4 separate regions of the Macaca mulatta genome follow, and all the other regions are linked to region 3. Evidence: chromatin contacts called from public Hi-C data. All regions are on one chromosome and are shown on one strand. Each heading gives the region's core, a stretch centred on a gene start, on an enhancer-like site or on the middle of the called end of the contact. The rest is flanking DNA. Distances are from core to core; before and after follow the strand shown.

What was found. A called contact is a pair of places that touch in the nucleus more often than the background predicts.
Region 1: a contact with region 3 is called in a Hi-C map of fetal cortex germinal zone, with 2.1 times the contacts expected there. The contact joins the enhancer-like site here to the promoter of TSPAN5 in region 3. A contact is called at or near these places in 2 of 14 Hi-C or Micro-C datasets (fetal cortex germinal zone and fetal cortical plate).
Region 2: a Hi-C map of fetal cortical plate shows a contact between it and region 3, with 2.5 times the contacts expected there. The contact joins the promoter of RAP1GDS1 here to the promoter of TSPAN5 in region 3. A contact is called at or near these places in 2 of 14 Hi-C or Micro-C datasets (fetal cortex germinal zone and fetal cortical plate).
Region 4: a Hi-C map of fetal cortex germinal zone shows a contact between it and region 3, with 3 times the contacts expected there. The contact joins the promoter of METAP1 here to the promoter of TSPAN5 in region 3. A contact is called at or near these places in 2 of 14 Hi-C or Micro-C datasets (fetal cortex germinal zone and fetal cortical plate).

What each region holds. Positions count from the first base shown.
Region 1 is chr5:108,212,080-108,216,005 of T2T-MMU8v2.0, forward strand. No RefSeq gene overlaps it. Among named protein-coding and RNA genes, the nearest start is that of EIF4E, 28 kb to the left of the region's middle. Within about 2 kb of position 1,507, at least 39 of the 40 cell types and tissues checked have an H3K27ac peak or open chromatin away from gene starts, as enhancers often do. A contact at or near this core is called in fetal cortex germinal zone and fetal cortical plate, where this site is marked.
Region 2 is chr5:107,560,355-107,564,554 of T2T-MMU8v2.0, forward strand. It overlaps RAP1GDS1 (Rap1 GTPase-GDP dissociation stimulator 1), which reads left to right and starts at 2,394. Exons shown (of 15, transcript XM_078002021.1): 1 at 2,394-2,579.
Region 3 is chr5:107,942,824-107,946,793 of T2T-MMU8v2.0, forward strand. It overlaps TSPAN5 (tetraspanin 5), which reads right to left and starts at 2,278. Exons shown (of 8, transcript NM_001194290.2): 1 at 1,795-2,278. The coding sequence starts at 1,875.
Region 4 is chr5:108,271,951-108,275,931 of T2T-MMU8v2.0, forward strand. It overlaps METAP1 (methionyl aminopeptidase 1), which reads left to right and starts at 2,722. Exons shown (of 11, transcript NM_001261513.1): 1 at 2,722-2,906. The coding sequence starts at 2,793.

The sequences.
Region 1 (3,926 bases), core at 257-2,756, 270 kb after region 3:
CACTAAAGTCTTTAAAAATGCCGGGCGCGGTGGCTCACGCCTGTAATCCCAGCACTTTGGGAGGCCGAGGTGGGAGGATCACTTGAGGTCAGGAGTTTGAGACCAGCCTGGCTAACATGGTGGAACCCCGTCTCTACTAAAAATACAAAAATTAGCCGGGCAAGGTGGCGCGCGCCTGTAATCCGGATTCAGCTACTCAGGAAGCTGAAGCAGGAGAATAGCTTGAACCCGGGAGGCGGAGGTTGCAGTGAGCCGAGATCACGCCACTGCACTCCAGCCTGGGCGACAGAGCAAGACTCCATCTCAAAAAAAAAAAAAAAAAAAAAAAAATCTTTAAAAGCAAAGCAAACTGGTAAACCATTAGCGAAACCACAAGCTACCATGAAAAGATACACAAAAGTATCTGGCAACCAAAGTCTAGAGATGGTTCCAGAGTGTGAAAGGTTTACTGATTGCTAATAAACTCCATTATGCACCCAAGATATCTTCACTTAGCTGTGTCATTTCTAAAAAGGCAACAGAGCCCAGAAGTTTCAGTGAGCCAGTCCTGGCAAACTCAAATTATGAAAAAATATACCCTCTGCTTAAAGATTAACTACAAACCTACCCTGGGACCAGCTTGCTTCAGTTAAGTTTAAAATGGTGCCTAAATCGAAAGGAAAGCCTGTAGCATAGAGAAAAAAAAAAATCAAATGGAAAAGTAAATGTAAAAGTTTCTATTTCCAATGAACTGCGTCTCAGAAATCTTCCAGGCGATAAAGACTCGGAAGAACAGAGGGATCTAGCCCCATTCGCATTCTCAGAGGCGTGCGCACTGCGCGGAAAGGATGAATGAATGGAAGACCGGCGCGTGTGAAATGCAGCAGGTCCGGCCGGCAAGCCGACCGGCTACAGCGATCTGTAGGCCTCGCTCCTCCCCCTTCCCTCCTCCATGACAGCCCAGTCCCAAGCATGGAGGGGCGAGGACAATGTGATACCCTTTCTCACCACCACCATCCCTCATTCTACTTGGAGAGCTTCACCGTGACACTCGAGTGTTCTTTCCCACCCCAACCTTTCTCGCCTACCCCGGCGCAAACACCGGCAACACTTCGGCGCGTTGGATTAACAGGCGCTCGCCCCTCTCAACTCCTCTAAGCGAGGTCGAAGCTCCTCCGCGCGTGCCGCGGTACCACTCCCGCCTAACCCACCCTCCGGCAACACTCGCCCACCAGCTCCACAGTCCACCGGTCTAAGGAAGACGTGCGCGCGCCCCGCACCCGAGCCCCGGGGCTGGGGCTCTGGAGGGAGAGAAAGACTGCCCCAGGGCTCCCTCCTCCATCTCACTCCAGGCCGGCTCGCCGCCCACCCTGCCTGCGGATCCCAGTGCTCGCTGGGAGCCGGCCCCGCGCCTTCCCATCACGAAGACACCATCCCCACACAACTAGCCCAGAACCCCAGCTACCCTCCACCCTGTAGACACCTCGCGGCTCCGCAGGAGGCGCCACGCCGCCCCTCCCCCACACCGCTCCCCCAGTTCTCGGGCCCCCACCAGAAAGTGTGCGCTACATGCCGCCTCGGCCAGCCTCCGGGACGTCTCCACTTGTCCACGGGAGGTCAGGTCCAACATGAGGGGGAGGGGGCGGCAAGGGGTAGAGTGCGCGCCGGGAACGCAGTCCCGCGGAGTCCCCCAGTTAGAAGGGGGACGGAGCGCGGGGACCCGTGGGGGTGGGGGCCAAAGGCAATACTCACCGGTTCGACAGTCGCCATCTTAGATCGATCTGATCGCACAACCGCTCCAGAAGGGGGGGTAAGAGGAAAAAAATGAGATTCAAACCGGATTGGCCAGCTACTGACCACGTGATGGACGTGTCCGTTTGGCCCTGGCGGCGCCTGCGCAAGACTGCGGCTGCGTGGGTAACGAGAGGCTTCTGGGAAGTGGAGTCTCTCCCCCACCTTTTTTTTTTTTTTTTTTTTTTTTTTAAGGCAGATTTTTTTTAAAAAGGACCGGTCACGTGGCTGATGGGTAGGGTGCGCGGTTCTCAACGCGGCGGACGCTCGCTTGCTGGAGGGTGGTTTCAGTCCTCTGCTCTTCCTCCTGGATAGCTGCGGTCACACTTACTGCCAGGCATGCCTACTGTGCCCTTTGTCGCCCTGTCCTCCCATCTTCCCCGGAAGGTTGGGAACTGCAGGCTCAGCACACACAATACGGCTTCATTTGCTTAGTTGAGGTCCCAGGACAAGTTGCCTGTGTGTTTATTTAGTTTTCTTTTGACCTCCCACCATTTTCTCTTAGTTTCAAAAAGAGGCGGCGATGCAGAGTCGTTTAGGCAATCAACCCTCCCACGTCCCCTGACTCCGCTAATGCTGGTGGTCATTCGTTGCCATTTCTGCGAAAGGGGACGGACGGAACCGCTCGCAGTACCCGCTTGCCACCGGCTGGATGAGGGGGAGGGGACGACAGCTTTTACTGTCCCAAATCCTGAGATTAAGACCTCAGGGCTAAATCTTGGGTGGCAGTAAAAATTACTTGGAAGTTCTGCGCAACCGTTCCAATATTCTGCTTTAACGTGCACAGAAATAGCCTAAGTCCAGGTGCCAGCCAGGGAAGCCACTCCGGGCCCCGCTGACTAAGCCCTGGACTGATAGTCTGGAGTCGTTAGGCCGGGTCAGCTATGCCTCTTGACGTTGACTCATTCTCCTTAGGCGAGTGACTTAGTGGTTCGGCGCCTCAGCTTTTTTATTTATGAAACAAAGGTGATGATACACTTACCTCACAAGGGTGTACTTTGTAATGACTGTAACCGGCTTTGAAAATGCACTGGACTCTAGAAATGATTCATAATAAGCAACCGCGTGCCTTCCTAAAGATCAGCGGCTGCTTCTTTTTTGTTGTTGTTTTTTTTGTTTTTTAGCAAAGTTTAAATTTTTTTCTTATGTTTACTTTGATTATGATGTACACCAGTGTGGTTTTAAATGATAAGGACCTTTTTTTTTTCGTTTACAACTGCAGCTGCCATCAACAGAGGATTTAATATTCATGAAATTATTGTTATGCTCACAACAGTCACTGGCAATCAGAAATTTGTCCCCACACTGACATCCTACATTTCCTTTCCCTCTAAGATACTGTGCTATCATTTCTCAAGACCATGTTTTTGCACAGTTTGGTTACTAATACAACAAATAGAGATGAAGAAATCTAGCAGATTCCCAAGGTTCTAATGAAGAAGACAATGTCTCATTATTTCCCATGCTTTTAAATAATGTTGACACCAGGAAAAGGAGTATATGCAGGCTGCCTGTGCCTGTCTGCTTATAGTGTTACTGAGGTCCAGAGCTGTGTCATACCTATTATTGAGTACATAATGGATACTTGAGTTGACTAACACATAATTGAGGCTGTATAAGAACTCAAAGTCATTGCCTGTTCATATGTTTTGGTTTACCTGAATATCAGAAGTAATTAATGAAAGCTTTTGTCTAGTGGGCTTAGCTCTACTAGGTTTTAAAGTAGATAGAATTAACAGGCCAGGCGTAGTGGCTCATGCCTGTAATCCCAGCACTTTGGGGGGCCGAGGCAAGAGGATCACCTGAGGAGTTCGAGACCAGCCTGCCCAACATGGTGAAACCCTGTCTCTACTAAAAATACAAAAATCAGTCAGGCATGGTGGCACACGCCTGTAATCTCAGCTACTCAGGAGGCTGAGGCAGGAGAATCACTTGAACCTGGGAGATGGAGGTTGCAGTGAGCTGAGATCCTGCCACTGCACTCCAGCCTAGGTGATACAGCGAGACTCCATCTCCAAAAGAAATATAATAATAATAAACAAATAAGTGGATTTCTACTTATAGAGACTATCTATTGCTACTTAGACTATCCAAAACAATGCCGTTGATCGCATTGTTATCTTCTGCTGGTTAAAAGTGGTGTCAGGTTACCTTCT
Region 2 (4,200 bases), core at 1,144-3,643, 380 kb before region 3:
GCAGTGAGGGGCCCTGAGGGTGGGGTCTGCGTTGGTGTATTATGCGTTGAATTGTGTATCCCTCCCTGATTCTTTTTTTTTTTTAAATTGAAACAGGGTCTTGCTCTGTGGCCCAGGCTGGAGTGCAGTGGTGCGATCTCAGATCACTGTTACTTCCGCCTCCCGGGTTCAAGCGATTGTCCTGCCTCAGCCTCCCAAGTAGCTGGGATTATAGGCACGTGCCACTACGCCCAGCTAATTTATTTATTTATTTATTTTTTAGTAGAAATGGGGTTTCGCCATGTTGGCCAGGCTGGTCTCCAACTCCTCACCTTAAGTGATCCGCCTGCCTTGGCCTCCCAAAGTGTTAGGATTACAGACGTGAACCATTGTGCCTGACCCCGGCTAATTTTTTGTATTTTTAGTTAGACATAGGGTTTCGTCATGTTGGCCAGGCTGGCCAGATTCGTATGTAGAAGTCCTAACCCCTAGTACCTTAGAATGTGACCTGATTTGGAAATAGGGTCATTGCAGATACAATTAATGTTCATGAGGTCATACTGGAGGATGGTTCACCCCTAATACGTTATGACTGCTGTTCTTATTAAAAAGGGAAATTTGAACACACAAGAACACTGGAAAACAGCCATGTTCAGATTGGAATTATGCTGCCACATACCAAGAAACTACCAGAAGCTACGAGAGAGGCCTGGACGAGATGCTTCCCCAGTGCCCTCAGAGGGAGCACAGCCCTGCCTACACCTTGATTTCAAACTTCTGGCCTCCAGAATTGTGAGATAATAATTTGTTGTTCTAAGCCACCCAATTTGTGGTATGTTACAGCATCCCTAGGGAACTAGGGATTATTTTGAGAAGCAAACAAGAAGAGCATCCTAAGAGAGTGAGATGCCTGATAGTCTCGTGCATCAGAAAAGTCCCATATAGTTGACTTCAGCAGTTAAATTGTATTTTCCTGTTTTACCAAACCTTTTTAATTATCGTTTCTTACTGTAGAAAAATCACATAAAATCTGCTCTTTGCTTAACAAATTACAGGGCCCCTTCGGATTTGTGTGCTCGAAATACCAGTCACCCAACAGAAACTGATGACTGTGACAATAGGCGACTAATTAAAAAACAAACAAACAAAAAAAGCCCTGTCTCAGCATTGGATTGACCGAGTGAAAGTTGACAGGGGAAAGACACCTCGATTCAGCTATCTTTCTCCCACAGGTTGTACTGCTGACTGCACCCTCTCCCCTGAAGGACTGCGGTCGCTGCGCCTCGGAGAGCGACCAGATTCCGCACCCCACCCAGGAGGAGCCAGGGCAAGATTAGGGTTTCCTCCAGCCTCCTCCCACAGGGCAGACGACCGAAGCCAGCCCCGGCCTCACGCGCATGCCAGGTCGGGAGGACGCCCTCAGTGGGAGCGCCCTGCTCAGGTTCTCCCCGCGGCCGAGTGGTGGTGGGAGCGGGCGGCGGCCCCGGGATCACAGGACCTCCGCCGGGTTAGCTTGGCTGTGCCGCCGCCAACCCAGCAGGACGCCTATTTTCAAGCCTGGGGGACGTAGTTCCTCCCGCTTTCACAGAGAGCAGGATGGAGCCCGACGGCACCCCGGTTAAAGGGCCTTTCCAGCGCCCTCCGGGGAACGGAAGGCCGCGCTCCTCCGGGAGGGAGAACGACACACTCTTCAAGGAAATCCTGGGGCGGGCGCTCTCCTGGCTGCCGGGACCTCTGTTTCTAAGCTGGCTACTGCTACAGCAGCCTTAACTGTCCCAATGACACGCCTGCTATAGAGCACCCTCCCGGCGGCCGCTCCTCGGCCAGCTGCCCAGCGGGCGTCCTCAGGTGTCCCCAAGAGGCACAGGCCTAGTCGCCTACACGTCCTTTCCAGCTTCGTGTCGAGGCGTCAGCTTTGGCTTCCCACCACCCCTCCCGGCTCTGCGGCGGCTCAGCCTCTTCTCCGGTTAATTCTGGCCTGTGCGGCCGGGTCGTCCCGTAAAGAAGGCGGGCCCGGGTTCCGGGTAGGGGGTTGGTGGGTCAGGGTGGGAAAGCAAGGCAGCGGTAAGTCCTCTGCTAGCAGATCGGGCTCAACAGCCCCATTCCCTGCTTTCTCCGGGCCCACCCTCCGCCCCTCAGACGGCCGCCATGAAGATCCTCTGCCGCGGCTGCAGCCGGTCTGCGAACACACGCCCACCCGCACGCTTAGCCTCGCTCGCCACAGAGGGAGGGGTGGAAAAGGTACTGAGCATGCTCGGTGGGGAGGGCGGGGCGCTCGCGGACCACGAGTCGGAGCCGGCGTTCTTCAGGCCGGCTACCGCGCCTCCGCCGCCCGCCCGCTCGGAGCCGCGCCCGCCGCAGGCTGCGCCCGCCAGCCCCGCCCCGCCCCGCCCCGCCCCTCCCCGCCCCCCGCCGCTCGTCCCCGCCGCGGCCGCGCCGCCTGCAGCAGCACCAGCTGCTCCTCCCCGGCGGCCGCCCCCCGCGGGTCCCTCCCTGGCTGCGGGAGAGACGGAGGTAGAGGGAGGACACAGAGCCGCGCCGCCCGCACCGGAGACCTTCTCCTCGCCCCGCCGGTTCCTCACCCTCGGGGAGCAACATGGGTAAGTCATCCTTCCTCCCCCGTCATCGCCTGACATTTTTTTCTTTCTCGGCGTGCTGCAGGGTGGAAAGCATTTCTCGCGCAAAGTTGCCGGATTTCTCCAGTCCCCCGGTGTGAGACTGGCTGTTCCTCCGGGGAGAGTCAGCGCACGCGGAACGCACGCCGGGTGCCGGGGCTGGGAGGGTCCCGAGCGCGGGCTGGGGTGGGGTCGGCCGCGGGCCGGACCGCCGCCCGGCTCCCCGGCACCTCGCCGTCTCGCCTCCCCTCCTCCATTCTTCCTGCCGGTGCCCGGGCACCACGGAGCCTGCCTCGCGGGCTCGCATCCGCGTCTCCATCCCCGTTTCTCCGGAGGCCGCCCGCTTCCTTTTCCCCCGCGTCTGCTGAGCTCGAGGCTCGGGTCCGACCACGACCACTTAATGTAACTTCCTTCTCTGTCAGTGCGACCTTTCCTGGTCGTGGAGACTCCTCATCCCGGGCGGGGAAGTGGAAGCAAGTAGTTTGTGAGGGAGATCTTACAACCTGCACGGAAATTATTTTCCAAGGGGGAGAGCGGACAGCCCCATAGGTTGAAAGGATGACTTGTCAGAGGCCACGAGGAACGTGAGGAAGGATAGAGCAGCTCGCTGTAGAATTAATGCTGGGTGACTACAGTGTGCAATATTCCTGTACTCAGCCTATTTTTTGGATTCCTTCGTCTGTCTTCTGTAGCAGGAAACTGCGCCCTGTAACGTTGTTACCGAACTTACATGGTAGTTATTCTTTCCCAGCTTCCCCCTGTCTAATCTACATAATCTGATTTTACTTCTTTTGTATTTATAGTTAATCTGAAGATACTGGTTTGGATGAGATATTTAAGAGCAAATATGTTTTATAAAACGATATATAAATTTAACCTATTTTTTTTACATCATCTATTGCTTAACTGTTACATTCAGTAATCACAGAAACGTCTGATGAATGCTGTCGTGTAATTAAGAGCTCAAAGTTTCTTTTAATAGTAGCGACTTGTACTAAGTTCCCCAGTTTGCTGCCACTCCTGTCTGTCATAATTTCCTCTTTTTAAAATTTGCTCCCTTGGCATCTGTCAACTGGGACTTTTCCCACCCCTTCTGTGCGAGTTATTTAAAGATTGAGATGAATGTGATCCTTTCATCTGTTAATACAGTGCTCAACACGTTCAAAGTTAGGTTGCGCAACTCAGAATCTTCAAGAAGTATCTAAACCTGGGAATGGTGTCCATAGAGTTTTCTGGAACAGCAAATACTTCAGGCTTTGATCGCGACCTTTGGCCATATATCTGGAAGAGGCCAGGGTTGATGGAGGAGGTGGTATGAATCAAAAAAGGTCTACGGCTCTGAATTTTATTTTCAGTTAAGTGTTTTTTTTTTTTTTTTAATGTGAGTACTCTTGATATGCTGAACAAATTTCTGTAAAAATTGGGTGGGCCGTTTATGCGTGTCTACCCTTTCTCTTAAAGTAGAATTTTAAATAGGTATTATATCAGATTATTGGACAAGCTGTGTATTTCCGTCGAACATACACACGTTTATGTATGTTTCCTTTGAACGTACATACACAGATAAATGTGTGTACGTTCAAAGAAAATACTCAGTATGTCCAAT
Region 3 (3,970 bases), core at 1,028-3,527:
TAGCTAAAATGTGCAACTTTTAGAAATGTTCAAGTAGAAACAAGAGGCCTGAACTCACTATCCCAAAAAGAATCAGTACCAGTTCGGTAGTCCGTGCCTCTCCAAGTCACAAAGTTTCAAGTTCCAATCAAATCAGATGATCTTATTCAAAAACGTGACTACCCACCACTTTAAAACATTTTCACAAACGGAGAAGGGGTAAAGAAAGAAAATAATTTCTTCTTCCTGTATTTGTAGCAGTGTTTAATTGCAAGGAGGTGGGTGACTGCTCCCGGCAATCATGCACAACGCTGGCAAAAAACTGCCTGTGGAATGATCGGATATGACATCCATTCATGTATCCCCTCATTATCTTTATTAGTCCTGAAGACAGATGACATGCTGCCACGGAAAGTGGTCTCCAATCCCTTCCATTTCCCCATCACAAAGCATACATGACCAATGCAAGGTACTATTATGGAAAACAGAAAATAAAATAACCTGGAAAGAGTGCGGTACAAGAAAAAGAATATGAAGAGCCGTATTGACAACTATTCTCACAGATGTATATATGTACAGCAAACAGCCCAAACGAAAGGAGAATCCAAATAAATACATTCCGTGTTCAAACTGCTGTGGATAATTATTGATCCTGCAGTTGGATCATTGTTTACCTCACACTGAACAGCAACTTAGAGAATCCCCCACCCAGACAGCCACCATCTTTACTTTCCATGGAAAACGGGGTGCCCATTGAGGAAGAGGATGAGATGGGATGAGAAGGGGAAGAAAAATAACATGGTCTTCGAACCAACGTTTTCCCCTTGTCCTGGAGAACTCTTTGTCTGGCTGCTGAACACGTTTGCCAGATCAAAGAAAAGAATCAAAACAAACAAAAAGAGCAGGCGTCCCAGCCTAATTACAATAGGTGCCCAACACATTGCAGTCCCAAGCAGAGCATAATTTGAATCTTGTGTTAAAGCATTTGCTCTCTCGGTTCCCCAGTGAAACATGCCTCGCACACCTTCTCCTTCTCCAAAGGTTTTCCCAAAACGGCCCGCTCTGTGTCACTCCTGTAAAAATGAGGACGTGGGGCACGAGCACGTTGAAATATGTGTTGACGGTGACTTGTTATTATCCTGACAATGATATATACATATAAATAAATCTCTCTACCCCGCACGCCCACTGGCCAGTCCATTACGCACAAGGAGCGCTTTCCAGCTAAAGAGGAGAGCGTGCAGGAAACGTTATTTACGTGCACATTACAGAACCATATACCACGGCATCTGCATCCTACACAAAGCCCGAGATGGTGCAAGAAGATACACGCTGAGCATGGCACAGACCAGCCGCGGCAACACAGAGCCAAGCCCTCGTCCAATCAGATCGTTGTTAGAAGGTGGACCTCAGGGTCGGCTGCGCCCGATTAGCCTTCCCTATTATGACACCACGCTCTGCCCAACATCCATATCCCACCCGGAGCAAATCCAATTCGTGCGGTTGCTCATTTCTCAAACTGCCGAACCCTTTCTTTTATCTGCATCCCTGCTATTCGTTCCTTAAAAAGCCACCAGAAGGCCTCGGTGCCCCCTTTCCGCCTCGGTTTCTCTTTTTACCTCTTCCCATTCCTCGAAAGGATTAAATGTTTATCTCTCCAACGCGCAAGCTGGAAAGGCGGAAGGCGAATGCCTCTACGCTGCTCCGGCAAGCGCCTGCGGGGCTGCGAAAAGTAAAGGCAACGAGCAACGTGGGGGAAATCGTCGCGAATCGATCGGCCACAATAGTTGGAATCCCAGGAGCGCTCCAACTTACCCAAAATATGACATTGAAGCCAAATATGAAGTATTTGATGCAACAACTGACTTCAGGACCCTTGTAGTGCTTCCCGGACATCCTCTGGGTTCATGAAGACACTTGCCCCGGCAGCCCGAGTTTGGAGCCCCGAAGCACCGTTGCTCGGAGCAGCCCGGCGGGAAGCAGGAGCTCAGGGACGCCGCAGGGGGCCGCAGCGCTGGCGGCCCAGGCTCAGCCGCGCGGGGACCGACCGGCGGAGAGCGGCTCCCGCACCTCCAGCTCCTCGCGCGCCGAGGCCGCTGGAGCCGGGGTGGCCGCGAGCGAGCGGGGAAGCCGCGCGCTGCAAGCCCAAGCCTCGCCGAAGCTAGCCCCGAACACAAAGCAAGCGCCCGCGTCCGTGCGCCAAGCGGTCGGTCCGTCGGTTAGTCCCTGGGCTTCGGGCAAAGGCAGCCGCTGCAGATGCTGGCTGAGACGCCGCTCGCTTGCTTGCTGGCCCGCTCGCGCGCGCCCTCCCACCCCTCGCTCCGCCCGCCGCTCGCTCCGCCCGCCCTGCCGGCTGCTCCTCCGCCCGCGCCGCCCGCAGCTCCGCCCGCCGCCCAAGCCTTGGCTAGGCGCGCGCGCGCACGGGGTCGGGCGCTCCCGGGCGGCAGTGGCACCACGTAGCCGCCTCCTTCCACCGCTCGTTTTATCCCCGCCCCTTCTCGGGCCAACCCCGAGCACCGCCGACCCCGAGCGCCGCTGCGGAGTAGGTAGAGGGTGGGAGGGTGGAGGACCGCAGGCGAGAGGGAAAAGGAAAGGGCGCCCGGGGAGCAGCCTGGCAGAGTGACCGGGATTGATGAGCGGCCGCAGCTCTGGAGGGACGCGGGCGAGAGAGTCGCTCCTCGGGGAGAGGGCTGGGTGAGTGAGGACCTGCGAGCCCCCCCCTCACATCCCTTCCGGGGTAGCCACACTCGCGCCCCCTCCTCCACAACAGGCTTCTGCGGCTAGAGAAGATGCGGTGCCACTGGACAGGGAAGGAAAGTAGTCGTGGACTTCGCTGAATAGAAAAGGGGGTAGTTGGGGAAGGTGGAGAAAAGAGCCACGGGAAGTGGGAGGAAAGGATGAAGGGATGGGACGTTGCAAAGAAAAGCTTCCTTAATCCGTGTGACTCTAACCCAGCCTCCCCACCTACCGGAGAAATGGGTTTTATCCTAGAAATGGGGAGGAGGAAAAAGAGATGACCCAAGGGAGTCCTGGCCTGGGATACAATCCTCGCCCTAGGGTCTGTTGCAACCACACAAACCCGAACAGCGCACGCTCCCCCCTACCCCGACAGAATAGTGCCTAAGAAACCTGCCTGCCTCCTAACTCTAGGAAAGAATCCTCAACGGATTCCAGGAAGCTCTTCTGGGGAATCTGAATTGGGTTTTTGGATCACGAACCATTAAGCTTTTGAACTCTGGAGAATAGAACGGGTGGCTGGAAATTGTTTTGGAACCCTACCTGAGCAGATGTGCTCATTAGTTGCTTCTTCGCCCTCCTCCTGGAGCACTTTCATAGGTGTTGGCAAAGCAGGTACCGGTATTTCATGGAAGGAGAAGAACTGCCCAGGACTGTGTGTAAATGTCTATGGGAATATTTTTAAGGATTCAAAAGGCTAGAAGGAGGTGAGATCAAAAACTTTTTCCAGCACCACCCAGTGCAACCCGGTCCTGGACACAGAAATCTAAAACGCTCCCCAGATGATACTTAAATACTTGAGTTTGAGAGCCTCTAGTTATAAGGTTTCCCTACGTAACAGCCTCTCACTTTTCTCGAAAACTGGCTAGTTGACAACCGGCAGTCAAGTTTTGTCTAGTCAAGAAGCTACTTTTTCCTGCAATAAACCACACTTAGAGATAGTCCTGGGCTTCAGCAGGATTGAGGCTATAGTAAGGTCACAAGTATGAACCAGGTACCCACAGAGATGGGAGGACCAGGAGATCCTACTCATTCAGTACCTCAGAAGCTATGACACGGGATAACAGTGACTTCAGCCTTTTGGATGAAATAATCCTCTCTCCCTCAAAAGTGCTCTCCACCCACTCGAAACACAGGCCATACTACCACCAATCTGGTAGACTTCAAAAGTAAGGTCTTTCAGCAGCAGATTTCCTCGTTCACAGGAAGGCACTGACAAGCTTTACCTAAGCCTATTGGAGCTGTGTTGTAATTC
Region 4 (3,981 bases), core at 1,472-3,971, 330 kb after region 3:
GCAAAAACATCTTTCTTTTGATCCAAAAATCCAACCCATGATCATGTGTTGCATTTAGCTGTCACGTCTCTTCAGTCTCTTTGAATCTGGAAGAGTTCTTCAAATCTTTGTCTTTTGGGACATTGGCATTTTGAAGAGTATAGGTCAATTATATTGCAGAATGTGTTCAGCTTGGGTTTGTCTGATATTTCCTTGTGATTACAGTCATTTATGCATTTTTTTCAAGAACACTGCAAAAGATAATGCTGTATTCTCCTCAATGGTTCATATAGAGAGGGTACAATGTCTATTCGTCACATTATTGGTGATTTTCACTTTGATCACAATAGAGTATCTCCCAGGTCTCTCCACTTTAAAGTTACTATTTTTCCTTTTTAAATGATAAATGCTTTGTAGAGAGTTACACTGAGATATGTAAAAGTATGGCAAACTATATAAAGAGTAAAAGACAGTGAAAACTCTTAACGTGGCAATTCCACTTTTAAGACTATATCTGAAGGCCTCCTCACCTCACGCCTGCATGCAGGCTGCATGCCTGCTCATCCCAGCACTTTGGGAGGCCAAGGCGGGTGGATGGCTTGAGACCAGGAGTTCGAGACTACCCTGGGCAACATAGGGAGACCCTGTCGCTATTAAAAAAAAAATAAAGAATATATCCTAAGTAAATAAGGATGTATGTAAAGTTTTAGCTAAATGGATAGTCACTGAAACCTTGTTTATGATAGATAACAATTTAAAATAACCTATATATCTATTATTAGTGGATTTAGTCCAGTAAATTACCCATACAATAGAATATTATACAGACATTAAAATTATGTGGTAAAAGTATAATTGATGGCAATAACGAATGTGTGCAGTGTCTTATGCCAGTAATCTCAGCACTTTGGGAGGCGGGGTGACAGGATCACTTCAGCTTAAGAGTTCAAGACCAGCCTGGGCAACACAGTGAGACCCCCGTCTCTACAAAAAAGCGGAAAAATTAGCTGGGCAAGGTGGCGTGTACCTGTAGTCCTAGCTACTCCAGAGGCTGAGGCAGAAACATCACTTGAGCTCAGGATGTTGAGGATGCAGTTAGCTGTGAACACCACTGCACTCCAGCCTGGTTGACAGAATGAGATGCTATCTCAAAGAAAAACCAAACAACAAACAAAAAGTTCACATCATAGTAACTGAATAAATCAGGTAAGTAAATTACTTTACGTGGTGTGGTACAGTTTTTATTTAAAAAATATTTTATATATACATACATACTTATACCGATTTTTCTGTTTTCTTGTATACAAAAGTGTATGTACGTATGCATGTAAATATTTCTACTCCTTGATTTTATTACATCATTCGTACTGCTTATATTGCAAAACTAAGTTCTTTTTTTTTTTTTTTTGAGACATGGTCTTGCTCTGTCGTCTGGGCTGGAGTGCAGTGGCGGGATCATAGCTCACCATATCCTTGACTTCTCAGGTTCAACGGATCCTCCTGGCTCAGCCTCCTCAGTAGCTGGGACTACAGGTGCCTACCGCCACGCCCAGCTAATTTTTTAGTTTTTAGTTTTAGTTTTTGTAGAGACGGGGTTTTGTCATATTTCCACGCTGGTCTCGAACTCCTGGCCTCAAAGAATCCGCGGGCCTTGGTGCCCTGGATGCCCTGGCCTCTCAAAGTGCTGGGATTGATTACAGGCGTGAGCCACTGCTCCTAGCCAAAACAAAGTTCTTAAAAATAAAAGTAATATGAGCTTTTCTGGTGTATTAAGTACGGAGAAGCTAAAAAAATACAGTAAGATAACAAAGTTCACAGCCTTTTGTGATCAGTAAATGCTAGTTTTTCGCTCTTCCCTAGTGACAGGGAGGCACTCAAGCATGAGTTACAACACGGCAGACCTGGAATACAGATGAAAAGATTGAGGCAACAGGTTCGCAGCGGAAGGCCTCCGCAGCTTCTTTCGACTCTGACATTTCAGGATCAGCACAATTCTCCCCTATTTACCGCGGAAGCAATCAACTGGGATAATACAAACAATTATTATTTGTATTGAATACCTGATAGTTGTGTTACTATTACTAGCGCTATCGTTTTTGAAGGGGGGTTGGTGGTGTGGCAAAAAAAATTCGGGCAGGAGGGAGGGCAGATGTGAATTCCAGCCCAGCTTCTCGTTGACAGTTCTATTGCTCTCCTTTCTGCGAATGAGCGGTGGTCTTTAGGCCTCAGACCTGACAATGTCACTGAGAAATAGAACTTAACCCAGGGGACTGTTCTCCAAGGAGCGTCCGGGGGGAACCAACGCAGAGGAGCGCAGCGCCCTCTCCAGCCGCCTGCGGGTGTCGGGGATGATCAGGGCTCTTGGGTGTTTGTCAGTGAGGACAACTGCCTTATCTGACTGTAGGCACAGAGAGTGCGCCGCGAGAGGGCGGCTCCTCACAGCCAGGCGCCGGCAGGTCGCGCTCTGCGCTGGCCGACGCCCGAAGGCGCCGAATGGGAGGGGCCCTGCCGAGCTCCCTTACAGCCCCCACGTGCGCGCCGCTAGGAAGCTTGGGCACCCAGCCACCGCGAGCGGCGGGCGGGGGGCGGGGCGAAGGTGGCGGGGCGGGGCACCAGCTGCGCGCGCGGGGCGGGGGCGGGGCGCGCTGCGTGGTCCCGGTCGGCCCTGGGCTCCTCCCCCTTCCGCGCCCAGGCCGGCGGCAGGCCTTGCTCCTCCCCCGACTCGGTCTCTCTCCCCTCCCCTCCGCCCGGCCGTTCTTCCCTCCCGCCGCCGCCTCTTCCTCGGTGAGGCGCTCTTCCAGCGGGCAGGCAGCATGGCGGCCGTGGAGACGCGGGTGTGCGAGACAGACGGCTGCAGCAGTGAGGCCAAGCTCCAGTGTCCCACCTGCATCAAGCTGGGCATCCAGGGCTCGTACTTCTGCTCGCAGGTAGACGCCCGCTGCCCCGCGGATCTGCCGCCACCGCGGGACTCCTCTTCGCCTCTCCCTTGCTGGCTCCTCCCGCTCTTGCGGCGAGTCGGGACGCGCTCCTCCTCCTCCCCCCGGCCGCGTTTCCTCCTCCCCCCACCCGCGTCGCCACCGCCCCCTCCTGCCTCCTGGGGTCCCCGGGTCCTCGGGAGCCGCGCGGGGCTCACGCGGGGGCGGGGGCCGCCGCCCGCCGCGGCCATGTGGGCTGGGGCGGAAGCTGGCTCGTGTGGGGTCGCGCGGCCGCGCTAGACCTCCGCGTTCTGGGGCTGGTTCCTTGCGCTGGGGCTGGGGCCGCCAGGTGTGCGGGCTGCCGGGGGCAGGTAGCGGCGCCGTGAAACAGGGCAGCCCGAGCGTCGCGAGCCTCCACAGCCGCGGCACCGGCGGGGCTCGGGTCTGGGCGCTGGAGGCTGCCGGGCCGTCCGTCGGATCCCTGCGGGGTGGGGGGTGGAAGCGACCCGCCGGTCTCTGAGAGATGGGTGGCCGGAGGACGGTCGGAGTAGCAGAGAGGAGGAACAGAGGGGAGAAACGCTAGGTAGGTCCAGCCCCACTTCTTTGTGCTTTACTACCGTGCGTTGACACTTAAGCAACTTTGGGGGTGGGGAATGGAGAGGTCTGTGTAATTCGTTCTTTTCCCTCGGTATATAAAATTATTAATTTACAAAGCTGTAAGCTAACGGGATGAGTCACCTGTGACTGAATTTCCCAGAGTGAAAAGGACAGTTCCATTGAGGGTTAGGCGTGAAGGCTGTAATGTGTTTTAGTAAGTTTTGTGCAGTAGAGCAAACCCAGCGTTGAATGGGGTCCTGACTGAAGCGCGTGCTCGTGTTTCTGTTTACTGAAGAGTGACTAGTGTTGCTGCTGCATTTCGAGACCCAGGGTGAGGGCTGGGCGGCAATAGTATGGCTCTTACTTACAGTCCAGGTTTACTGAAGAGAGGCACATGAATATTGAAATATTAAATTGGTAGTGTCCTGTGGGGAGGAGAGCAGGAATAAAGAGAAGGCCTGATTGGGGCCCTGCTCTTGCCAATTACTGT